2 separate regions of the Mus musculus genome follow, and region 1 is linked to region 2. Evidence: chromatin contacts called from public Hi-C data. All regions are on one chromosome and are shown on one strand. Each heading gives the region's core, a stretch centred on a gene start, on an enhancer-like site or on the middle of the called end of the contact. The rest is flanking DNA. Distances are from core to core; before and after follow the strand shown.

Region 1 (6,752 bases), core at 976-3,475, 520 kb after region 2:
AGTTATAAATTTTACTATTATATTCACTTTGCATGATCTTCACTATCTAATTGTGGTCCTAAAGTTGATTGTGTACTATACTCATTGTTAGGGATGGTACGTACAAGTTAAAATTGCTATCCTAAATAAATATATTATTCTATAAATAACTAGAACTTTCTTTTCTAAATTAATATATAAATAAGCATATGTATACCTCTAAAAGCTATTTGCATACTTTTATAATCTGGTGTCATATGGTAAATAAATGAATAAAAGCATGAAATAAAATAAGTAGCATAAACTATTATTGGTGTACTCTGAACAGTAAGTCTCATATTAACATCAAGTTCAAAAGAGAACTTACATCATCTTTAGGAAAGATTTTAGAGGGCACGTAGGTCTTCACTGGAGTCATTTGTAAATTTGTCAGAGAAATTTCATTCACATCACATCAAAATTTCTTAAAACTATTTAAAGAAATCTTATTTAGGTAGTTATTTATTTAACTTATTTATTTAGTTTATGTGTATGAGTGATTTGCCTGTATGTAATTTTTTTCTGTGTGTGTGATGTGTGTGTGTGATATATGTGTGTGTGATGTATGTGTGTGTGTGTGTGCATGTGTAGTACATTATGACATTATGTCTGGTGCTCATTGAAGTCAGGAGTCATATCCACAAAATTCTAATTACAAACATTTGTGAGTTACTACGTAGGTGCTGGGAATTGAACCTGAGTCCTCTGTAAGAGTAGCCAGTGCTCTAAACTGCTGACCTATCCATTTCTCCAGCACCTTACAGCATTTTCCCCATATTTCATCTGACTTTATCACCTAGTTGCATCCAAGAGTTTCTTTGTAAATTCTTAAACTCTGAGAAACTCTGAATGTGTGCAATTTTTCTCCTTCTAGCTTCCCTAATCTGTCAGATATGGGACTTTCTCATAAGGCCCTCACTCCTTATAATGACAATAAAATAACCATTCCCTGCATCTTAGCTCCATCTGTTTACCCTTGCCTCCATCACCATGAGAAAATTGCTGGGATCTTGATTAGTTAGTATTTCTGTCATGTAAGGATACACATAAGCTCATAGAATGGGTGTCTCCATGTGCACTTGAGTCACAGAAAGCATTCAAACAAGAACAGTGCTATCAAGCCTTGAACTAGGCAATAAAATTGGATGTTCATATTATGTACACATCCCTATTGTGCATACTCTCTGATCCTGAATGCTAGGAATTTGGAATCTACATGTTCTGTCACATTCTCTCCTACCTTGGAAATGTAGTTCCTGAAGAAAAGAGCCACACTGAAGCCTAAGGAACCAATAATCAGTTGCTCTTTCTAATTGAGCACTTCTCTTTGCTTAGATTTTGGAAGAAGCATGAAAATGATTTACTGATTTAGGAACTGGGTGGAGTGGACCACAGAAAGACAAATCAAAAACATCTGGAATGAACTATTTGAGAGAGAAACGGGGAGGGAAAAAAAAAGTAGAGCTTTCAAATGAAACGAAGTACAGATGATTTGGCCAAATTCAAGCCAAGCCAAACACTCACATTAAACATTGCACTTGGGTCTGGTTCAATAGCAGGAGCCGGCAAGGGGGAGCCTCAGCCAACACTGCATCAGAGGCACATTGTGGAGGGAGGAAATGAGTTTAGTCAAGCCAGCTGTGACTTCAAAGCCGTGGCTCTCCCAGAGAACAGTGGGAAAGGGTTCCCCCTTCAGTGAAGACTGCAAAGTTCATCCAAAGACAGTCCGAAGGGAACTAACTCTGGGAAGAAGCAAATTGCATTCCACACTCTAAATAATACTTTCCTTGCATGAAGTGGTGGTGACCATCTATTTAAAGAGACAGAAAAAGAATGAGGAAGAGGTGATAAGGAGACGTCTCTGATGCACATTCCAGGACACACAAAACTGGTGTGTCTGTGTTTGCTTTTCAGCAAAGATAGGCATGTCTTTGCATGAGTCATGCTTCCAGCTATGTGAAAGGTGACAACACAGGATTTCTCTTCTGAAAGATTCCCATGATTTCTTTCCCCTCTTTGAACTTCTAGAAAACTAATATTTCTTTCAATGCATTTCCTCAGTAAAATTTTATCAAGAAACCCATGGTGGGTTAGGTGGGGGTAAAACAAAGATAAGCAAGGAGAAGCTAGACATATAAACAAAGGCTTATGGTATTGAACCAGAAGCCCCTGTTAGAGCAATGGTTCCCAGAGAGTAGTCTCCTAAAAGGTGAAAGCAGAGGCAAGAACAGCACTGGGGTAGGAAAGTTTGCAAGCTCTAGCCTCAATGCACTGAATGAGAAGGTGCAGTTGGTTTATTGAGCTCTCCCATTGATTCAGATAAGTCTTAAACCTGGGAAACCACTTTTATAAAATAGAAACAGAGGCTTCTGGAGCAGAGAGCCAGTACTACTGAGCCAAAATGGAGATCTTCTACCATGTACAAATCATGGGCTCATCTCCAGGTTAGAATTCTATAGGTGGCCCTCTGTCAATACACAACCATGAGCCTTTGCTTCTAAGTAAACTGCTAAGATTCAAAGGTAAGGAATTATTTATTCTACACCCTCCCCAGCCTTCTCCTTCCAGCTCAATGACTCTCAACCTGTAGGTCATGACCCCCAAAGACCAATATCTATACTGCTAGTCATAACAGTAGCAAAATTACGTTTGAGGGTCACCACGACATGAGGAACTTTATTTAAAGGGTCACTGCATTCGGAAGGTTGAGAACTCACTGTTCTAGCTAGCTTCAGGTCCAGTTCTTGGATGATACAGCTTTTAGAACTTACTTTGAGACACTAATTCTGAAAGTTTACACTCCTCAGGAAATCTTGGCAAGCATGTATTTGCAAAACTTTCCAACTCTTGAATATTCGAGAAGAATAGTGGTTATCTCCTTGAAGCACTCACTGGATGATTGGATCTCTACTGGATGATTGGATTGGCATCCTTATCAAGGGTTTTCTCTTAGTATGCTTGGGCACCTCCGCTGATGAAGATTGCACTATCTCAGGCTGCAGTTTGCTTCCTTTGAGACAGCTCCTTTTAGAAAGCACTTCCTTCTTCTGGGCTGAGCACTGCCATCATTTCCATTCCATTTGTTAGTTATAATTCTATCCCTTGGGAACTCATAGCAAAGATACTTACATATTAATGTGACATTCTTCAAGTATTTGAAGTTAATAATTATGTAGCATATGACATCAGTTAAACTCACAGACTCTGGAAGCAGACGCCCTACATTCAAATTCTTGTTCTGCCACTTAGAAGTCTGTGACCTCAAGAGAGTTATTTACTTGCTCTTTACTCCTTGGTCTATATTAAAAGATATAATAATACCATTACATCAAAGGGCTTTTATAAGGATTTCAGGAATTAATGTATGCATATAAGCCTGGAATACTGTAAGTGCTCTAAATGTTTTAGCTATTATTAATCATCATCATTACCATAAAGATCTTGTCAATTCTCTGACCTCAGCCACATTTCTAATTCTATATTTATTCACTCTGGGACTTGAATAATTACATATGTTTCAGTGAGATCTCCTAATTTTCATTCTACCCCATCCATAAATGTGAGTGGTCAGTTGGGACCACATGAATTGTCCTGTACACTGTAATTTTAAAAAGGAGTAATGTATATTCCCTCTAGCCTTGGCATTAAAATCTTCTACTCTACTTCAGTTTATCAATTACCTGCAGAAAGAGAAAGGGAAAAGAGATGCCAAGAAGTTACCAAGAAGTAGTAGGCACAAAGGTTGGAAGACTCAGAACTCTAGAGTCAATACGTAAAGGGAAACTCCCTTTAAAAATCAACAAGTTTGTGCATTCCTGATGGCTAGTATGAGCAAGAAATTGCATTTGCTCTGTGAAACCACTGAAATTTTACAGTCTAGGATGATTAATATGATGGCTTCCAAATTTATGTCTCTTGCTCATCTTGTGTTTCTGTACTCTAGAGCCCTGTTTTATTCAGCCTTTCTAAATAAGACCTGCAGTATGGGAAGGGGTACACTAAGGGCTTTTGGAACTAGAGCCTCTATATTGCCATTTCAGTCCTACTAGAGACAAGCTATATGCTTATGGAAAGACTAAATAAACTATTCTAAACTCTAATGCTTATTAGTAAATTAAATATATAGATGTCTGTAAAACATAAAAGCCATTGGTAGATAGTAAATATTTAATAAATGTCAGATAAAATCATAGTTATGACCTCGATACTCTAAATATGCTCTTTCTCAGGCTAATATATAATGCTATTATCCAATAGTTGTTAAATTTTAAACTACCAACCTAATCTTTAATCACGTTTTGGTCATTCTTTTATATTGAATGAGTCATTGATAAGTGATTAATTGTTTTCCCTAAAAATTTCTCAGATCCACCCACTGGTCTCTATCCTCTTTTGTTAGATCTTTTTATCCTATATCCAGATATCAACCAGCATCTCTGACTCCATTACAGTTACCATTTCAAGTCTGTGCACATGCTCTTGGCATTTATACAACTATAAGGAATCTTTTTAAAGTTCAGTCTCCTCTTGTTAATTCAAAGTCTTAAGTGCATTAATTCCTCCATTGCCTTTTTATAGGACCATATGACTGACCCATCACTTCAGCCTTCCCTTGTACCTCATTCCATGACTTCATCTCTAGGATTCAGTCATATTGGAATTCTTTTTGTCTCAGGAAGGTACTACTGAGTATTTTGTCTTTGATCTTTGAGTATGTTTTCCATTTAAACCAACCCTTCTCCACATCCTAGGTTATCTAATTAATTCCTGGCCATCTTTTATATTTCAGTGAAGTTGGATATTATCCATAAAGTCTTCAGCAATCTGTACCTAACTGATTAAAGATAAGAACATAACACCTAATTATTCCTCACTGCATTCAATGAACTTGCCACTATTTCTGTTTGCCAGAAGCCCTTGTGCTAAAGCACTGGCTTTTGTGAAGAAGGAACTTATCACATATGCTTTTCAATGTAAAAGAGAATCTTCTTGGGTGGCTTAGTATGTTATATATCCCATTAGAAATGTTATGGAATTGAGCTTGGGATTGAAGGAGAAGGAGGAGAAAGAGGTGGGGCAGGAGGAGAAGGAAGAAGAGGGCGGGAGAAGGAAAGGAAGGAGGACAAGGAGAAGCCTTCAGTAAGTTCATTGTATAGCTCTTATTAAATTTACTTACAAGTTTAAAAAAACTCAGCACCTGCCCCATAGAATTACAAATCTAACTGACCAAACAGACATAAAAGTAAAAGCTTTAGGATTACATCATATGTATTTCTATAATAGACCACCACTCTAAGACCACCACTGACATATTTGTGTCAGGTCAGAAATCAATATGATTCTATAAACTATATTATGGTAGTTCATGTACATTCTGAACATCAAGAATAGTCTCCCTTCCATGGGTCTATATATGTGGTACCAGATCAAAAATACAAGGAGATGTCATTATAAGCCCATTGGAGTCTAGAATTAAAACAAAAAACTTAGAAAAATTAGCCAAGTACATAACTAGATAATGAGGAATGGGTGACTATACTAAATGTAGTGTGATTTGGAGAAGGCATTCTCAGAGAAAGATGAGCTGTGAAGTATACTAAGTCTGGCCTTCAGGTGATTGTAGCTTCACACCCAGCCAAGCCCTCAATATGTGCAGTGTAAAAGTCTCTCAATAACATTTTTTTCTTATCTTTGAAATAAAAAGAACAACCCACAGGTCATCTGATTGATCAGTGCCCCCAGAACCCACTGAGTTCTGAAGAAGCTACGAACTTCCCTTGAGGCTACTTCCATACTTCAAATAAAAAACAGTTAATATTATGACTCTTATGACTCTTAGTGTAGAATTTTCTCATTCATTCACAAGACACTGTCTTATCTCTTAAAAAAAATAATGATACATGAATACATGGACAACGCCAAGAAGAAAATAAGTTAAACTAATACAAAGTTCTACTAAGTTATAAAGATCATCAAGTTAGTTGAGGGTGTTCTTCATCAGAGTTAAAGTAACAACTGATAGTAACAACTGTTGGTGAGTAACAGCTGTTCTCTGCTCAGAAAGACATTACCCTCATTTGCCTTAAATGTCAGAAAAAAAATGTGGTGAAAATTTAGTTGTTTCTTTTGCTCTCAAAAAATAAAAAGTAAATAAATATAACATAATGTGATCTATGTCCCATAGCAACTTTATATCCATCCCCAAAGAATATGGGTTTCCTTCAACTTGTTTGGAGTCATAACCAAAAGTTTTGCTGCTGTCCCTGGTTCTAATAAAAGTCTGGGTTGGGTTTTGGATTACATTCATTCCAGAAGAACCCCTTGTCAATCGTGGAGTGGCCCTTTGTTGTCCACAACCAGTTGCAGTGAATTTGGGGTTAAAGGTCTCTGGTTACATCCACCGGAGAAATCAGATTCAGCTACACAAGGAACATATTATTAAATAAAATTCAGCATTTGTTTCCACAGACAGAAGGCAACAAATACCCTTGCATTTATTCTCCAAGACTACCACGGATGCTTCTGTAACCTATTCTTTCTTATAATAAAGACAGCAAGATTTCCTAGCAACCCGGAACTGAACAGATAGCAAAGGAGTATGCAGCAAAGCAGTCAGATGTAGTACTGGGGATGCTTTTTCTCAAAAAAAAGATATCAACTGAGAAAGTTTATTGCAAGCTTGTACAACCACTCTGGAAATCAGTCTGGCGGTTCCTCAGAAAATTGGACATAGT
Region 2 (6,264 bases), core at 2,150-4,649:
CATCATTAGACAATGGTGTTGGGACTTTTCTGTGCAGGCACTCTGATCCTACCACCATTTGCATTAGTAGCTCGCTGTAATCTTGGCACACACCTCTGTGAATCTGCAATCTTGAATTTTCTCATACCTACAAACCCAGTCTCATGTGAACATTGTTCATAAGCTCTGCTGAGTTGTAGCCTTTCTGGATCTTAGCCCTATTTCCCAATTTTATTCAGTGCAGGGTCTTAGCACAATGTGGGTATCACCTACATTCAGGATATATCTTTTAATCAAGGTACGCTTTCTAGAAACACTTCATAGATATGAACAGAGGTGTGTTTCTTTGGTGATTTTTAATACTGTCAAATTAACAATGAAGATTAAAAGCACACATATAATATTTTATTTGTTGGTGAATTAAGACAGATATTATGTCCTTATTTCATAGAGAAGGATGCTGTAAAATGGAGGCATTGACAACTTCATCTCCCAGAGATATGTAGCCGAATTCACATTGATCTCAAGCTCCATGGTCCTCTGTATCATCTTTGTACATGTTTGGAGTTTTATAACAAAATGCAAGTGGACTTCCTGCTTTTTCTTTGATTTTCTGTAACACATTTTTGTTTGAAAGTGTTTGTGTGAATATGTTTAGAGGCAAAATTTATACAAATATAAAGCTGACTTTGTCACACTAACATTCAGAATCCTCGGTGTCTTTTCAGAACACTTCGATGACAGCGCTTGTGCTGAGTTTTGTCCTGTATGTAGACTATAAATAACATCAAAGCCTTCAACCAAGGTGCATAAGGCTCTGTACTCTAATTCGAGTCAGCGATTTACCAGCACCTTGACAGTTTTTCTTTAACATTTCCTTTTCCTTTCAACTCTTGGTCTTTGTGTTCAGCATAGTCTTGGTCGTGGATGAGTTTTCCTTGGGATATTTTTTTATGACTGAGTCCTAATTTCATTCATGTTACAGGCTATTAAGCCACCATTGCTTTGCCTCACTGTCATTTGTAATTAGGTATAATGAGCAGGTTCATTTTGTCTTTTTTTTTAATACAATGAGGAACCTAGAAATAGGCTTTTTGAGAACAAGAACATCACTTTTGTTTAGTGCTGTATTAATGAATACTTATAACTGTGTGTCGCATTCATTGCTGTTTAATAAGCATTTGTTGAATTATTTGAGTGAAAGGCAGCAGTCTTACATTATTCAAAAGCTGAGCATAAAATGTTATTCTATAAATAATCTTAAAGCATTCTGAATTTAAATAAATTTAAAACATATATGAGTTTTGTGAAGATAATGTTTACAGGCTAAGTCTACATGAAAGACACTTCATAAGTAAAAAAAATATTAACTTTAAATACTGTATTAAATTATCAAATATTGAGTCTTTTTGTTTGTTTGTTTGTTTTTGTTTTTCAAGACAGGGTTTCTCTGTATAGCCCTGGCTGTCCTGTAGACCAGGTTGGCCTCAAACTAAGAAATCCACCTGCCTCTGCCTCCCAAGTGCTGGGATTAAAGACATGTGCCACCATACCCAGCCAAATATTGAGTCTTAAATGTATTAAATGTATCCCCAAGCATGGGGATACATTTTCTAAAGGTCTATCATCTCCCTATTGAGTTTGGAAATCTCTCTGAGATTCTCCATCCAAATAACCATGATATTTGGTCAACTTAAATACTTAGTACTTAGTATTTGCCATGATAACCCATTTCATTCCTGGTTAGAAGAGCAAGCTATTTTATCTCCAGAGAGCCATACTGTTGTTATGCATAAGAAACATTCTGGACTCTATGTGATAGGGTCTGTATATTATAGTACAAAGGTCAAATCCATCTTACTTTTGGGAAGAAATGAAGAATACCTTATATTCTTAAAATTATTATTATCTTTAGAAAGTTTTCTTGATAATAGTAATTGGTTTTCCCCAGGGCCATGATGTGTACAGCCTCAGGTTCTGCTGTTGACAATTGATAGCAGCTAGGAGAAGAAAAATCAGTTTTCTTCAATGGGTGGTACTGAGTATATCAATCACACTCCAGGGCAAGACACATGTTCAGGACCAACATGCTAACACAAACTAGACTTCATAGTTTGGTTGTTTATTAAAAAACAACATGATGTTGATTGTAGAGGAAGGTAGTGCAGAATCTATAAGGAGTTGGGCAAGGGGAATGAATATGATTAAAATACATAAAATTATCAGAGACAAAAAACCCCATTATTTTAAAAGTTGTTTCTGTAAAAAGTATTCTAAAAAGAACTCATGCCCATTGGTAATAATACCCCTCCCCCCAAAAAAATCCCACTGAAAGAAGGAAAGATGTATAATTTAGTTTCAGGAGATCCTGTGCATGATGAGTATGCATAATAGCAGGAACAGCTCACAACTGTGTCTACAGAAGCTTGTTCTCATCATACTGGATTGGGAAGCAAGAGATGGGTTCAGAAGTAGAACCAAACTGTGAAGCTCAGGAGTTCCCCGATTCATCCTCCAGGCTCCACCTTGGAAAGGTCCCACATCTCCCCAAACAGTACCTATGTGAAATGTTTAAGCACATGACCTTCTGGAAACATTTTACATGCCAGTTAAAATAATTTTGCATGCATTTACATATAGCAGTGTACCAACTAAGGAAATTAAATGTAAAAGTCATGCATGGATTATCATGGTCACTGATGATCACCTATAGACAAAATGACAACATACAAAAAGGATACATTTTCATAACCTACTATTTTTAGGCAGATAATGCCATGCTTGACTGCAGTACCTAAAATTATGTATTCATTTTCATAGACAATTTTGTTAGTACATTTGCATATGTGTACCTAGTTTTCCATTTGATTATGACCTCATAAGTGACTCTTATTTTTATTTGATTATTATGATCTTGGGATTGTTGCTGTAGTTAGAGAAGTAAAAACAATATGTACCAATCATTGTTTTATTTATAGGAATAAAATATAATTACATCATTTCCCCCTCCCCACTCCACCCTCCAAAACATCGCATATTACCCTCCTCCTTGAAATCTTTCAATTTATGGCCTCTTTTCCCTGCATATACACATAGGTATATGGATATACACATATATTCCTAAATCCAACCTGTTCCTTCTGTGCAATGTTACTCATATGTACCTCTGGATCACCTTTAGTGCGTTATTTGAAACAGGTGTGTTCTCATTGTTAAGATGGCAACTTAGAAGAAATTCAGAGAATTCTTCTGGGAGCAGGGAAACTGTGCTTTTCCACAGAACTAACTCATAGTGAAAGCCAGTCTAGCTCTGTTAATGGTTCAAGAGACAAATTATTCTGTATGAAATACAGATCAGCCACCCTCATATGTGGGGATGAGGGCCAATGGTTTTCACATTCTGACCAAGAACTATGAGTTCCAGTGAAGAAGGGAGGAAGCCTGGTGGAAAGGCCGCCACACAGGAAGCAGGGTGCTTCCCTAAGTCCTGTATGGCTTCTAAGCCCTGGAACCCAGTCAAGACACTTAACTTCTTGATCTCAAATTTCCTAACTTTCAAAATTAAAGGGTCAGTTAGATTTGTGTCTTTGTACTTCATAAAGCAGTGGATTCCTAGATAAAATAAAATATCTCAATTCACACATAAAGGGTAGACCTGAAGGGAGGAGTTGTGGTTGAAGTGAGGGACTCTGCACTGTCATTTGATCCCTGACAGAAGTTCTAAAGCCCTTCCTGGGAGGTGAGGACTCTTCAGAACAGCCTGGGGATTACAAGAGTTTTTTCCTTCTTCTACAGTTCTTTTTTACCTACTCCAGAGAACTCATGATCCTGTACATTTTTATTCGCACACTCAGTAATACACTGGATTATAATAAAGATAACAGCAACCACAACAGAATGTGCTCTTTTGACTTTTCTTTTTATTTCTTTTTTAAAATTAAAAAAAATTATTAGATATTTTCTTCATTTACATTTCAAATGCTATCCCAAAAGTTCCTTATACCTTTCCCCCGCCCTGCTCCCCTACCCACTCACTCCCACTTCTTGGCCCTGGCTTTCCGCTGTATTGTACTGACAAAAGGATGGACCATCCAGAGATTGCCCCACCAGGGGGTCCATCCCATAATAAGCCACCAAATGCAGACACTATTGCATACGCCAGCAAGATTTCGCTGAAAGGACCTTGATATAGCTGTCTCCTGTGAGGCTTTGCCAGTGCCTGGCAAATACAGAAGTGGATGCTCACAGTCATCTATAGGATGGAACACAGGGCCTCCAATGGAGGCGCTAGAGAAAGTACCCAAGATCTGAAGGGGTCTACAACCCTATAGTTAGAACAACAATATGAACAAACCAGTACCCCCCGGAGCTCGTGTCTCTAGCTGCATATGTAGCAGAAGATGGCCTAGTTGGCCATCATTGGGAAGAGAGGCCCCTTGGTCTAGAATGTGCTCTTTTAAGTAATCATGTATTCTGATAGCAGTAATAGTTAAATGATTTACATATTAGATAATTCTTGGGGATGGAGGTGGAGTCTTATTCTTCTCAGCCCTACTCACTGGGATGGGAGACACCACAACAAAATAATTATGCAAGTGATTCAATGTGTTTGGGTTATATGGCTCACTGTTGATGTTCACAGCTCTCCCACGACTATAGTTAAGTTCCGTGAAGGAAAAGCCAGTGTCTCCATCTTACTTCCCCCAGTGAATTGAGATTTTCATTAATGTCTAATAACAGAAAACACCCTATATATGTCAAGAGACTGATATAAAAACTAATTAATCTAGCCAGGCAGTGGTACACACACCTTTAATCCCAGCACTTGGGAGGCAGAAGCAGGCAGATTTCTGAGTTCGAAGCCAGCCTGTTCTACAGAGTGAGTTCCAGGACAGCCAGGGCTATACAGAGAAACCCTGTCTCAAAAGATGAAAACAACAACAACAACAAAAAAGTATTCTGTACTTTCTGTATCAACTGTTAAATCCATACAAGACAGCTGTTATGTTATCAAGAACGTGTAGGAGGAAAACTGATCCAATTGGATAGCTATGGACTAAAATCATCTAGCAGTATCCCAAACTATCCAAAATATCCAAAATATCCCCAGCCCAGAAGTGCCACTTATACATTAACTTCTCCTACCCTCAGTGGTTCACATTTATAAAATATTAGTTACATAAATTCTAAAGGTTTTTTTCCTAGTGTGTCTATAAATCTATTATTAAAATACCAAAAAACCCTAAAAGTTTTTCTTAAAAATACTTAATAACTATTTTAAATGGCTATATTCTAAATGATGTCTCCATAGGAAACTCTCATAATTCTCCCAGCCCAGCTTCTCAAAGGCTACAAAATGACATAAGGTGACCTCCTTTTCATCAATCAAATAGTGCCCCAGTCCTGGTGTATTCACTTTTTCTGTTATATTATATGAGGCTGAATAACAAACAGAACAACAACAACAAAGACCAAGAGTGATAATGATGAGGGGGAGACAGAAAAAGAAAAAAGACAGACAGACATACAAAGAGGCGTGGATACCTGGTGAGAAATATGAGATGTAAGTATTGGCAGAGTCATCACTGTGGGAGCACTGGAGCATTGTAGAAACTTGTAAGATTTTATCAAAGAGGGTAGTCTAAACATATGATCCTAATCAGGGCTGTTTGTGGGGAAGGAAGCAGAGCCCAACACTTCCAATGCAGCCACAGCATAAGCCTCACATCATAACTTACTTGTACCAAAAAGTGAAATAAAGGTTTCTGTACATTTTACAGTTTGTTCAGGATCTTCTACATAGGAAGAATTACCTCTCGGGCTTGTGATACAGCTATTTTTGACACTTGAGACTGCTACAGAATTCCTTTTAGAAGAATATTTTTTGGAGTAAACATTTCACACTTTCCTCTGCTCCCTTTTCTTCTTTCAAGTGGGGACACCATTAAATATCATGCATCTTCCTTTGATTCTGCTGAGAATAGGTATGGATATTTTCCTGTTCTCCAATCCCTGCTGCTTTGTTAGAAATGGAAACTCTTTCCCAAATACCCACCATTTACTTGGAATGCATCCAGTATAAAATATGGATAAAGCATCCTTATTCTTGCTTATCATGGTGACCAAGTACTTATCAGCTATGCAATCTAAATCAACTCATTGTCCACCTTCATTTTTTCCATGAAATGGAGGCTGTTTTGATCTAATGATTTGACAAACATTAACCCCTAAGCCAATGTCAATTGTTACTGTTCTTAGTAATATTAAGCATCAAGCAAAACAACC

The links. Hi-C and Micro-C count contacts between places; a contact is called where the count stands out from the background.
Region 1: a contact with region 2 is called in a Hi-C map of the G1E-ER4 cell line, with 4 times the contacts expected there. The contact joins two enhancer-like sites. A contact is called at or near these places in 2 of 484 Hi-C or Micro-C datasets (the G1E-ER4 cell line and nephron progenitors) and 2 of 115 datasets of contacts at active chromatin or transcription factors (CD8 T cells and large pre-B cells).

The regions. Positions count from the first base shown.
Region 1 is chr15:63,338,951-63,345,702 of GRCm38.p6, forward strand. No RefSeq gene overlaps it. Among named protein-coding and RNA genes, the nearest start is that of Gm41335, 15 kb to the right of the region's middle. Within about 2 kb of position 2,226, at least 71 of the 459 cell types and tissues checked have an H3K27ac peak or open chromatin away from gene starts, as enhancers often do. A contact at or near this core is called in the G1E-ER4 cell line, where this site is marked.
Region 2 is chr15:62,815,177-62,821,440 of GRCm38.p6, forward strand. No RefSeq gene overlaps it. Among named protein-coding and RNA genes, the nearest start is that of Gm22521, 25 kb to the left of the region's middle. Within about 2 kb of position 3,400, at least 7 of the 459 cell types and tissues checked have an H3K27ac peak or open chromatin away from gene starts, as enhancers often do. A contact at or near this core is called in the G1E-ER4 cell line, where this site is marked.